Linked DNA regions of Salmo salar: region 1 is linked to region 2. The links are chromatin contacts, called in public Hi-C maps. All regions are on one chromosome and are shown on one strand. Each heading gives the region's core, a stretch centred on a gene start, on an enhancer-like site or on the middle of the called end of the contact. The rest is flanking DNA. Distances are from core to core; before and after follow the strand shown.

Region 1 (6,469 bases), core at 3,605-6,104, 180 kb before region 2:
ACCAGGATCTTTGACCCAATGCCCAATTCTTTGTTGTCCATAAACTATATAGACTGGACTATGAAGTGATAACATTATGATTATAACTATCTGCCAGGATATTTGAGCCAAAAACCTGGTTACATCTGCCAGGAGGCAGAAACTTCCCCACAAGTGGATCTTCCAACAAGACAATAACCCCAAGCACACATCAAAATCCACAAAGAAATTATTGACCACAACATCAACATTTTGCCGTGGCCATCTCAGTCTCAAGACATTAACCCCATTGAAAACCTGTAGTTTGAATTGAAGAGGGCAGTCCATAAGCGCAGTAGAAAGATATCTAGGATCTGGAAAGATACTGTATGAGAGGAATGGTCTAAGATCCTTCCCAATGTGTTCTCCAATCTCTTAAAAACCCCATCTTTTTGAGAGAATAACAATATTGCTTGTTAAACAAAATCTCTTTCTCTAAGCAATTGTATTACTATAAAAGAATATAATTTCCCAATTTCTTTTTGCAATATAATTTAGCTCAGTATTTGTATTATTTACATTACTGTATTATTATTGTGCTTCTGCATCCAAATGACCTCCAGATAAATATTAAAAATTGCCTTTGGAGCTTACTGATTGTTGAGGGACTACCACGGTATCTGTGTGTGTGTGTGTGTGTGTTTATTTATGTATGACAGAAGCAGAGAGAACATCCATAGCAGTGTGTCTCTCCTTATGACCACCCGGGCCTGAGAAGCAGGTAGACTGCAGCAACTCCCCATTAGAGTTGTTGTGTTTGTGGCAGAACTTGATTCCAGAATATAAATTTCCCCGCAACATGCACTCTTGACGAACCAAGCCGATAAAATACTTTATTAATACGCTTATATAATGTATGTCAACATTTATAGACAAAATATGTACATCAAACATCTTTCTGGTAGGTCCCAAAATATCAAAGTACCTCTTTCTATAGAAAACTCATCTTCTGTTAAAACATATACATTCACTTCTCGCCAACTCCCAAATACATTTCATAAACATCTGATGTTTTCTTTTATCAGTGTTTCACAAGTAAAAGGCAACAGCATGAACAAACTCCAGGTTTGACTTGAGCAGAAACAGATTGCAGATCAGGGTCAGCATAGGGCTACAGTATGTACATGATTTCTGAGTTATTATGCGGTAAAACGACTGTCCAACCTTTCTCTCTGGTTCGAGCGTTAGGACACGTATCAAAAATAGAGATGTACAAGAAGTATAAACAATAATTACAGAGTCCCTCTAAACTGTCAGTGAATTCCCAACTTGACATGGTCACATGATGACCTCACTAACTCCATACAGTAGGGAAATTATTTCACTCAGGATGTTTGTTGTTGTCATAGGGAATGGGGCAAAGCACATTGTCAGTGATGGCAATGGTGACCTAAGGTAAATAGACAGCAAACTTTGGGTGAATGGTAACTATTGACATTTGGTGTGACATGGTTTACAAGGACGGTGTGTGTACAACTGAGCCCTGTCAGTGTCCACAGCATGTAGAAACCTCAACGGCAGCAGCATCTACGGGATTGCCACTTTTTTACATTTATACATTCAACCGTGTTTGTGTGTGTGTGTGTGTGTGTGTGTGTGTGTGTGTGTGTGTGTGTGTGTGTGTGTGTGTGTGTATCCAGATCCGTGGGGTCAATGTTGCACTCAGCACTCTGGTGGGGGTATAAAGTCAAACATTCAGAGAGGGTTAGGTAACAGGTTGAGCTGTCTTCCATCCACACATTCCCTCTTTCTTTTATTCTCTTTTTCTGTTCGCAGCTGTGGATTATGCTTCACCGGTCTGGGACCAGACCTTCTGCATGCGCTCTGTCTGTCTCCCTTCTGTCTTCTGACTTCTGGGATGAGGGATGAGGGGAGAGGGGTGGTGGTGGGTGATCTGACTGTCCGGTCATGTTCTCCTCCATGTACCCTTTCAGCATAGCAGTCTATGTTCAATAACACTTTTCTGTGTAAGTGTTCAGTGGTCTCTCAGTCTTTGGTTTCCAGGTTCATGGGAAGTACCTGCTTTAACACTTGGAGGAAGGCTGGGGAGTCCATGGGGCTTTGGGCTACGGTGGGGGGAGAGGGAGAGCGCCCCCTGGGGGACATCATGATCGAGGGAGAGGGGGCATGCCTGTCACTAGGCATACCCTGCACGGAGCCCCCCAGGCCAGGGTAAATCATGGGCATGGCCCCTGAGTACCAGCACTTCTCCAGCATGGGCAGATAGGCTGCGGCAGAGGGGGGGATGAGGTAGAAGGGCATGCAGAGGGGATGAGGTTGGGCCTGGTGAGGGGAGTAGGCGCTCATGTAGCTGCCGTGGCCGCTGGAGGACGATGAGGATGACTCTCCGCCCGAGAGAGACTCGTCCTCGGATGACTCGACCCGGCTGCGTTTGTGGCACGGCTCATCTTCCTGCTTAATGCAAAATGACGCCCTCTTTTCGCCCAGCGCCCTCTTCAGCTGTTTCTCCTGGCCGTAGTACCCTGCATGCGATGCCAGATGCTCAACCTGCTCGCCACCGTAGCCGCTGTCTGTGTCTGTATCACTGCCGCTCTGCTCGCCTCCCGCATGGGCATACCTCCGCTGGATGACGGGAACGCAGTTCTTCCCATGGCCTTCACTGGGCTTGGGGGGCTGGCCTGCAGGCTTCTCCCTGTGGGCCTGATGATGTTGGTAGTGGCTGGTGGTCTCTTCAGGCCGGGGTTTGCAGGGGCTACGGGGAGGACCCTGGAGGACCTCAGCGGACACCTTGTGCATGTGGTTGACCATGTGGGAGGATGTAAGGTCACCGTGACCCTCCTGGTTGACCAGGTACTGCAGCACCTCCTTGGCACAGACATGGAAGCCTGAGCGGAAGACCTCCTCACTGTTCTCCTGGCTGGAAGAGGACTGCTCTGTAGACAGGAATGAACAACACCACAAACACTGTCAAACACAGATCTACCACAATGCATTATTATGGAAACTACCAAACTACTTTCATCGTATTTGGACGATTCTTGTAAGTAATATATCTTATGGGTATAAATTCCCCTTCTACGCAACCACATCCAAACTAAACTTAGCAGTTATTCTGACTCAGTTCCTTATTATATTATTATGTAATTATAATGCAGTAGATGAGCAATGCACTGTGCTGCATTTGAGAATTTGTGAGGATGTGGTCTGCATCCAAATTGAAACTAGCCAAGGCAAGAGACCACAAGCTATATTTAAATTCACTGATTTGTATGCGCTTCTGCATAATCATCTTATTGTGTGTGTGTGTGTGTGTGTGTGTGTGTGTGTTTGCTTACCGATTTGCATGCCATTCTGCAGACTGAGGATTTTCTGCTGCTGGTTTTCCAGTAGAGTGGTTAGAGCTTTCACATGCTTGAGCGTGAGCTCCAAAACCACAGCCTTCTCCAGATGGCCAAGAGTCTATGGGAAGATCACACACTACTTTCAGCACGGGCTCATCTCTTATGGATTACTAACACACACATGCACACAAACTTGCTCAACAACAACAATCAAAAGCAATAACTAAGTAGATCTACTCAAATACAAAAGTGTAATGTGTAATATTACATTCTTTAATCATTAAAAATACTAATCTGAGGAAATGTGTTCAATTTTAGTTAACATCTCAAAGATGCCATTTGTATTCACATTCATTAATTTAAAATTCCTTTACAGGTCTCACCTGTTAGTCAGGCTGTCACCATAACCTGAAGTACCACCAAGCAACCACTTGATCGCGCCTTAGCCAACATCTACAAGCAGAGAACTGTAGCCAAGTAATGTACTACTTCAAGATAAATAGGAACTTACTGTAAGTTTCAGGTGCTCGGGCAATAAATCTTTCAACTGAGCGATGCACTCGTTTATCCTGTCACGCCTTTTCTTCTCGATAAGTCGATGAGGCAGTTTGTAGGTTTCCTAAAGGCAGGAGTGACATTGAGGTTATATAACAACCTCAGCAGTTTGACAAGCAGCACTGTGAACAGTAACATGGACTCCCAAGGATTACATCATATGGGAAAATAGGTCACCACATGATGTGAATGATCAGGCCAACTAATTGATCTAAATAAATCAATGTTTCAATAGCATTGTATATAATCATAATATTCTTCTATTGTAATCATATTTACAAACAGTTAATTAAGTGAATAAACAGCAATATTGTTTCTATAAAAAAAAGATCTAAAATATCAACCAACCTTGCTGTCATCTCCTCGTTTCATTCCCCGACGGGATTTGTATACATACATAGGGAAATCCATCCTAAAGAAAACCAGAAGACAGTCAATGAGATGTGGGTTTGGTGAGGTTGCGCACTCAATGTCAGGAGACGCGAATGTATGCCACTATGAAGAGGGCAAGCATGGCATACGGCACAAGAAGAATCATCTGCAACTTACCCTTGCATGTCAGACAGCTCAGCCTGCTGGTGCTTGGTGGTGGGTTGCGCACTTGGAATCCTTTCCATTTCCATTTTCTTTAAGCTACTCCAAATGACGCAGGAAAGGGAAAGCTTGTTTTTCCAATGTTTTCACTCAAGAATGCATATGAAATTTAATGGAAGTAAATAGTCCGTGAAATGTTTCACAAAAATATTTCAGTATTTCCTCCAATTTGTAGAGATAAGTAATCTCTTTTACATTTGCATTGTTGTTGTTATGATTATTTATCGCATAATGGGAGCAGTGTCCCGGAGATCTCCACGTAGTCAGTCAAGAGGGAGTCCCGCAGATGCACTAGTCTTGGTTGCGCGTTGGGAAAGTGGGGGAGGACAGAGCTACGTGTTAAATAAACCCCTGACTCTCGCTCGCAATGACCTACCTCTGTCACATGAGTCTCACGTTTTGGACGGCGCTGTCTTCTCGGACTGCCCATTTTCTACTGATAATGAGGATCTGGGGGCGGACGTCGGCGCCACGTCACACCGGAGGGCTGAATCCCGCGTCCAGTGTACCTGGCTAATATAGCCAGGCTAGTAGCTACACAAAACACAGAGCTACGCATCTCCCCAATAATGCTCAGCAGGTTCCACTACTGACAAGACATCATGCCATTAATAATAATATTGATATGGGAATAACTTTGCAAATATTGGGGAGTTTAAAATTGATAATATCTTATCCCAATCCGTTTATTTAGGCTATATCATCCATGGGACTCATCCACCTGTTGCATCATACACGACACAATTTAGCCATAACTTTATAAAAAATAATTCAATTAACGATTAATCATGTAATTCACAATTACAATGCATTATTAAATTATCATACTCTAACTTGTACCTCTTCACTGTGATAAGTTAATATAACTATGGCATAGGGTTTTATAATAGGGGGCTTGCCATTTACCTTGTGTAATCCTTAAAAATAGTAATGTAAGGCTATATTAAGTTATTTCACCATATAAACGCATTGGCTGAAAGAATGAACTGAAAATGCAAGATAGGTCCTATCATTGAAAGAGAACGTGCGTAAAAACTGAGTAAAAGTGCATGTGATGCCACAATGTCAAATGTTGGAAATGTAGGCTAGCCCTATTATTAATGGTTAACTTGGAATGAATCCATAGATTCATAGGCCCACAATTTAACATTATAATTCAATGTAATAGCCAACATATTTTTTGTAAATTATAAATTATCCTTCAAGCATGCAGTATAATTGATAACCTCTGATATTTTGTATTAATTATTTTTGCATTAGGAGGACCCGGTTGAAAGAAAGTGCACCTGCTTGAGACATTTATTTTTATAAGCGATCTCATTGCTTAGAGACAACCAGACTAATTGTGTGAAGGGCCATAATGTTATTTCGCGCCATCAGAACCATCTGCTAGTTCAGACTGGAAATATGTCTGAAGACTGGCTGCTTTGTTATCAAGTGTGTCACACCCGTTGTCAAATTGATCTCATGGCCTCACCCGCCCCTGTGCGCTAAGGGCACATTTGCTGTAGGCTACTCCACTAGCAGCATATTACCTAGCTGGCTAAAAACAGCAAGAAAGCTAGCCTATTAGCTTCCCACATCTCCCCATGTGAAAGAATCAGATTTATAATTAAATAATGTGCCCGAGCAAATATTATTTACTTGCCAGCAGTTTTTAAGGCCTAGTACTCAAGAAGAGTCCGTGCTCGAGACCACATATGGTCAGTGTTGCCATGTTCGCAGTTTTCCTGACAAATTGGGCTACTTTGAAAACGATGTTGCAGGTTTTTGGGCTATTTCTAAGTTGCACCACGGCCGCCATGGCATTTTCTCTTAAAACATATGTATTTCACTGTGACCTGCTACTGACTGTCAGGCAGTGCCGCATGCTGTTGCTGAGTGAGTGACTGGTGGGTAGGGCCAGAGGTGTTTGTGTGTGTGTTGAGAGAGCACTACAGTTATTGACTGAGTCACATGAGCGAGAGGAGCCAGAGAGATATCTATTGGGTGAAATACCA
Region 2 (6,054 bases), core at 3,011-5,510:
GAATTCTGATACAGTGAATTCTAAGTGAAATAATCTGTCTGTAAACAATTGTTGGAAAAATTACTTGTGTCATGCACAAAGTAGATGTCCTAACCGACTTGCCAAAACTATAGTTTGTTAACAAGAAATGTGTGGAGGGGTTGAAAAATGTGTTTTAATGACTCCAACCTAAGTGTATGTAAACTTCCGACTTCAACTGTATCAGACAGGCGCGTTGTAACTGTTGCCAAATAATGACATTAACTGACTTAGAGTATATTGCTAAGAATGTGAGAGTAGGGTGATTACCCTAGCGGGTCTCGAACCCAGGCCACCAGCACCAATGATGACGAATGCCCAATAAGGGATCTCTCTATGGCATGTGCTTATTAGGCCAATATATTACAGCCATGGCCAAAAGAAACCCTAACCCCTCATGTAGATGAAACCACTTGATAGGAGTAAGCAATAGGGTGAATGCACTTTAAAGTAAATCTCATCTCTGTTAAAAGTATACTGAAGAATTTATTTTATTTGAATTGATCATAGTGATTCAAGAGTATCATTAAAAACAGGTTAACATGCCCCACCAACATTATACAACTATTCTGAAAGCTCTTAAATTGCTGAAATAAGTAAATCAAATAAATAATGAGAATAGTCTGATTAACCGATACCTGACATGGTGGCATAGCGGGATGATTGGAGTACAGTGAATCAAGAGGTTGTGAGTTCAAATCCCAGGTGAGGTCATGTTGAATAATAATTACTATGAAAATGCACAATGTGGGCCTCCCGAGTGGCACAGCAGTCTAAGGCACTGCATCGCAGTGCTAGAGGAGTCACTACAGACCTGGGCTGTATCATAACCAGCCGTGATCGGGAATCCTATAGGGCGGCGCACAATTGTCCAGGTTAGGGGAGGGTCTGGCTGGGGGGGGGCTTAACTTGGCTCATTGTGCTCTAGTGACTCCTTGTGGCGGACCAGACACCTGTAAGCTGACTCTCTGTTGTAAGTTGAATGGTGTTGCCTCTGACATTAGTGTGGCTGGCGGGTGGGTGTTAAGTTTGGTGGGTCATGTTTCGGAGGAGGCATGACTCAACCTTTGCCTTTTGGGGAGTTGCAGCGATGAGACAAGATTAAAAATAAATAAATTCACAATGTCAAATATGTACGTTAAAAGCACTGTGTGTGGTAATCCCTAACCTTGCCAAAAGACAAAAAGATATGAATGGATAAGTGGTCCACCAATCAGGACCTTGATCGGCTCAGCAACTGTAACAATGGGGGGGGGGACAATCCTGACAACTGATACACAGCAACCTTCCCATGAAAAGTGTCTAGAACATTAATATCTTATATTCTGAGAACATGGCAACCATGTTCTGTGTATGTTTAGTTTGACGTTGATGGAATATTCTCCTAATCCACAGAAAACTGGACACATGCACGTTCTTCAACGTTACCATGAAGTGTGTCTAGAACATGAATATCTTATATTGTGAGAACATTGTAACCATGTTCTGGGTATATTCTATTTGACACTCAGGAAATGGTCTCTTGGAAACATTCATTGCACGTCACAGGAACATTCCTATGACAACATTAGTTAATTACCTAATGAGGCCCGTAAGGGAACATTCTCTCAAGTTGTGGGAAAGTTTGTTGTTAGCTGAGGAGAAATACCAGAGAGGGAGGTAGCAGGAAGATTTGCATGGGGCCAGGCACTATCTGATGCTCCAGCCTGGTGTGTGTGTGTGGGGTAAACAGTTAATGATTAGGAGAGGCAGAGAGAAACAGGAAGGCCATGCACCTGTGGTTATTAGACCTGCTCTGGGCTATATGGTGGAGGGAGTGACAGACCCATCAGTTCAACAAATTCTATGGTGTCACTGTGTGTTATTGTAACACTGACCCAGGCTGGATTACAATCAGGGTTGGATTCAATCCCCTTTCAATTCAGTCAATTCAGGGAAGTAAGTGAAAACAGCCCATTACTTTCTATTGGACTTGGACTGAATTGTAAAGGAAGTTACCCCAAGTCTGGTCAGTGGTTAGAATACAATGTATGACATCTTGGGATGACACATGGTCTGGACTCTAGTAGTGCATAGTTACTGTACTGCAGGTTTTACAGTGCCCAGTGAGTAAAGCTGTGTCCTATGCTGTGTTTAGACCCTTAAGAGCCAGTCCTTACCATGCCCCCATGTCTCGTACATCACGAACAGTTAGGAAGCCTGGAAACTGAGGCTACTGACCACAGAAAACTGGACGCATGAATGTTCTTTTAACACTCCCATGAAACACATCTACAATATTCTTATCTTCAATTCTGAAAACATGGTAACCATGTTCTGGGTAAGTTATATTTGACACTCAGGGAATGGTCTCTTGGAAACATTCCTTGCACATCACAGGAACATTCATATGACAACATTAATTAATTACCTACCTAATGAGACTTAAGGGAATGTTCTCTAAATTTGTGGGAACATTTGTTTTTAGCTGAGGAGAGGTAGCAGGAGAGGTAGTAGGAGGATTTGCAGGGTGGTGCGGTCTGCCCAACTCATCACCGGGTGCAAACTACCTGCCCTCCAGGACACGATGTCACAGGAAGGCCAAAAAGATCATCAAGGACAACAACCACCCGAGCCACTGCCCGTTTACCCCGCTATGCTCCAGAAGGCGAGGTCAGTACAGGTACATCAAAGCTGGGACAGAGAGACTGAAAAACATAAATCTCAAGGCCATCAGACTGTTAAATAGCCATCACTAGCACAGAGGCTGCTGCCTATATACATAGACTTGAAATCACTGATCACTTTTAATAATTGGAACGCTAGTCACTTTTATAACGTATACATATTTTGCATTACTCATCTCATATGTATATACTGTATTCTATCCTATTATACTGCATCTTGGTCTGCCACTGACATCGCTCATCCAAATATTTATATATTCTTAATTCCATTCTTTTACTTTCAATTGTGTGTATTGTTAGATATTACTTGTTAGATATTACTGCACTGGTGGAGCTAGAAACACAAGCATTTCGCTACACACGCAATAACATCTGCTAAACACATGTATGTGTCAAATAACATTTGATTTGACCTGTCCAGGAAAAACTCCAGACTCTAACTATAGGCTGCCAATGGGGACTAGAGTTCTTCCTGATCATGTGGTTGGTAGAGAAAAACTCCTGGAACATGCTGCACCTACTGAGTCCCGACTCACATTGGTGACATTTCAGTATACAGAGTTCCTACTGTGCGAGTCTAGTAGCCTACACACATACGTATTATTTGCCTACACTGCAACATCCCCCAGGAGTGAGTATAATGAGGCTGATGTCAAGGCCTAGTTTCAGAGCAGTCATCTTAGAAACATACAAACTGCCGGCACAAATCCATATTTATCTATCTGTCTTCTTTCAAAACGGGATAGTGTATGACATCACTTGAACTTTACTGAGCTTCAGCACATCTATGGAACGAGTAGTCTACAGTTTGACCACTTGCGTTGCTTCAATTGTTCAATTATATTATATGTCATATCAGACTGCCAAAACCGTGTTTCTCATCGGGGGGGGGTTGTTTAATCAGCGTCGGTGCAGAAAATCATGACTGGCCGTTCATGAGGAGGCAGATACATTGTTGCGCTTCTTCCCTCGCCACAAGCAATACATATTTAAGATGCGGGGATGCTCCCGCAAACTGTACAGAGTTGTGGTCAACTTTACCTTCGCTGTGGTAAGAGGTTGGGAGCGACGCGCGAGGCTGGGTCAACGGGAGAGCATAGCAGCGATATACCGCTTTCAACTAATCCATAGGACGGAGATTCAGTCGGCGAGTAGAATCCAAAGATTTTTTTGACAGCTCAATCCAATCACCTTGCCTTCCGTTCGTTCGCTACATGAGCGCTCGTCCCCGCTTGAAGGTCTGTAAGTCCCTCAGAAAATTATATACCAGTACTGGTTTCTGGGAAATGTTGTTTCTTGAATTATTCCTTCGGATACTTAACAAAACAGAAAGCATATTTATGACTACAACTCCCAAAGTGTGGTGAGCATTGCGCGTTATTTAAAGAAACTTCTCCAAACTTTAGACACTGCTGGAGGAAATGCAATTCAAATTTAAATCAAGAACTATACACAAACATTATGACACACATTGTAAATCATGAGTATGCTGAAATGATAGCCTATATGTTTACGGTACAGAGTTGCAACCTTACAGTTATCAGCTGACTGATCACGTGATTGATAATGCGGAAGCATGGCTCTGTCCAAAAACAAGTGGTCTTGAGCTGAATGGTGCAACAATGTTGCTTTATTGTGTGTTTTTCTTATTTTACCTGAATGTCAAAGATGATGTGCTGTGTGTTCAAAGCAAGCCAGGACTCTCCGTCGGCGTAGAACCTGAGACGATCGTTCCGCTGGCGGCAGAGAGCTCGAGCTGTGGCTGCCACAACCTGAAGAGAGATGCAGTTGTGGATATCGAGAAGGAAAGCTCCATAATAACAGAAAACCCTTCTGTCAAATACTCGAAAAAGTCAAATGAAAGGCATACAGACACTCAGACGAATGGGGAAGAATCAGATACTCGTAGTCAGGTATTCTATCAAGCGTTCACATCGTTATAGAGATAACGTTAAATAGTAATGGACTCTTTATGTAGGCACTCACTCCGCAATGGTTCTTTGTACAAAGCCTATGAGGAAATTAATGGCGTTTTTGTAGGGTTTTTGGATTAACGCCGAAAATAAGGTCTGTAGTAACACAGGGTTAGGATATATTTTCCATTTTGTTATATAAGAGTCTTCAACAGCTAATTTTTTAAGGTCATGTTAACTGACTGATATTATCTCATAGAACAAAAAGTATAAGGTCTCCTATAAGAACACTCCGTCCAATGGCAAAATGTGTAGGATTGCACGAAATTAACTCTACGCAGACCCGCGAGCAACTGCTGCCGCTCATGATGAGTTACATTTTTTGTGGCCCCCACCCCCACCAAAGCTGCCCATCCCTGTTCTAAATATGTCTGTGTAGGTGGTGTCTGTACATAGTTCTGGTGTCTATCATATGGTTCTAGAACAATTTATGTTGTCTGTTGATGGTCCAGATGTGTGTCTGTTGATGGTCCAGATGTGTGTCTGTTGATGTTACAGATGTGTGTCTGTTGATGGTACTGATGTGTGTCTGTTGATGGTACTGATGTGTGTCTGTTGATGGTCCTGATGTGTGTCTGTTGTCTGTTGATGGTCCTGATGTGTGCCCGTTGTCTGTTGATGGTCCTGGTGTGTGTCTGTTGTCTGTTGATGGTCCTGGTGTGTGTCTGTTGTCTGTTGATGGTCCATATGTGTGTCTGTTGAGGGTCCTGGTGTGTGTCTGTTGAGGGTCCTGGTGTGTGTCTGTTGAGGGTCCTGGTGTGTGTCTGTTGAGGGTCCATGTGTGTGTCTGTTGAGGGTCCTGGTGTGTGTCTGGTGAGGGTCCTGGTGTGTGTCTGTTGAGGGTCCTGGTGTGTGCCTGTTGTCTGTTGGTGGTCCAGATGTGTGTCTGTTGATGGTCCAGGTGTGTGTCTGTTGATGGTCCAGGTGTGTGTCTGTTGAGGGTCCTGGTGTGTGTCTGTTGAGGGTCCTGGTGTGTGTCTGTTGAGGGTCCTGGTGTGTGTCTGTTGAGAGCCCTGGTGTGTGTCTGTTGTCTGTTGAGGGTCCTGGTGTGTGTCTGTTGAGGGTCCTGGTGTGTGTCTGTTGAGGGTCCATATGTGTGTCTGTTGATGGTCCATATGTGTGTCTGTTGGTGGTCCTGGTGTGTGTCTGTTGATGGTCCTGGTGTGTGTCTGTTGAGTGTATGTTGTCTGATGGCCCTGATGTGTATCTGTTGTCTGTTGATGGCCCTGATGTGTATCTGTTGTCTGTTGATGGTCCTGGTGTGTGTCTGTTGATGGTCCTGGTGTGTGTCTGTTGATGGTCCAGATGTGTTTATGTTGTCTGTTGATGGTCCAGATGTGTATTTGTTGTCTGTTGATGGTCCTGATGTGTGCCCGTTGTCTGTTGATGGTCCTGGT

The links. Hi-C and Micro-C count contacts between places; a contact is called where the count stands out from the background.
Region 1: a contact with region 2 is called in a Hi-C map of gill, with 4 times the contacts expected there. The contact joins the promoter of LOC106565477 here to the promoter of sumf1 in region 2. A contact is called at or near these places in 2 of 3 Hi-C or Micro-C datasets (blood and gill).

The regions. Positions count from the first base shown.
Region 1 is chrssa12:63,208,537-63,215,005 of Ssal_v3.1, reverse strand. It overlaps LOC106565477 (class E basic helix-loop-helix protein 40), which reads right to left and starts at 4,854. Exons shown (of 5, transcript XM_014132699.2): 1 at 4,425-4,854; 2 at 4,224-4,287; 3 at 3,832-3,939; 4 at 3,315-3,438; 5 at 838-2,912. The coding sequence starts at 4,498. The coding sequence ends at 2,005.
Region 2 is chrssa12:63,026,019-63,032,072 of Ssal_v3.1, reverse strand. sumf1 (sulfatase modifying factor 1) reads left to right here and starts at 4,260. Exons shown (of 9, transcript NM_001140135.1): 1 at 4,260-4,597. The coding sequence starts at 4,307. It overlaps LOC106565476 (inositol 1,4,5-trisphosphate receptor type 1), which reads right to left and starts at 3,953. Exons shown (of 58, transcript XM_014132698.2): 1 at 3,726-3,953.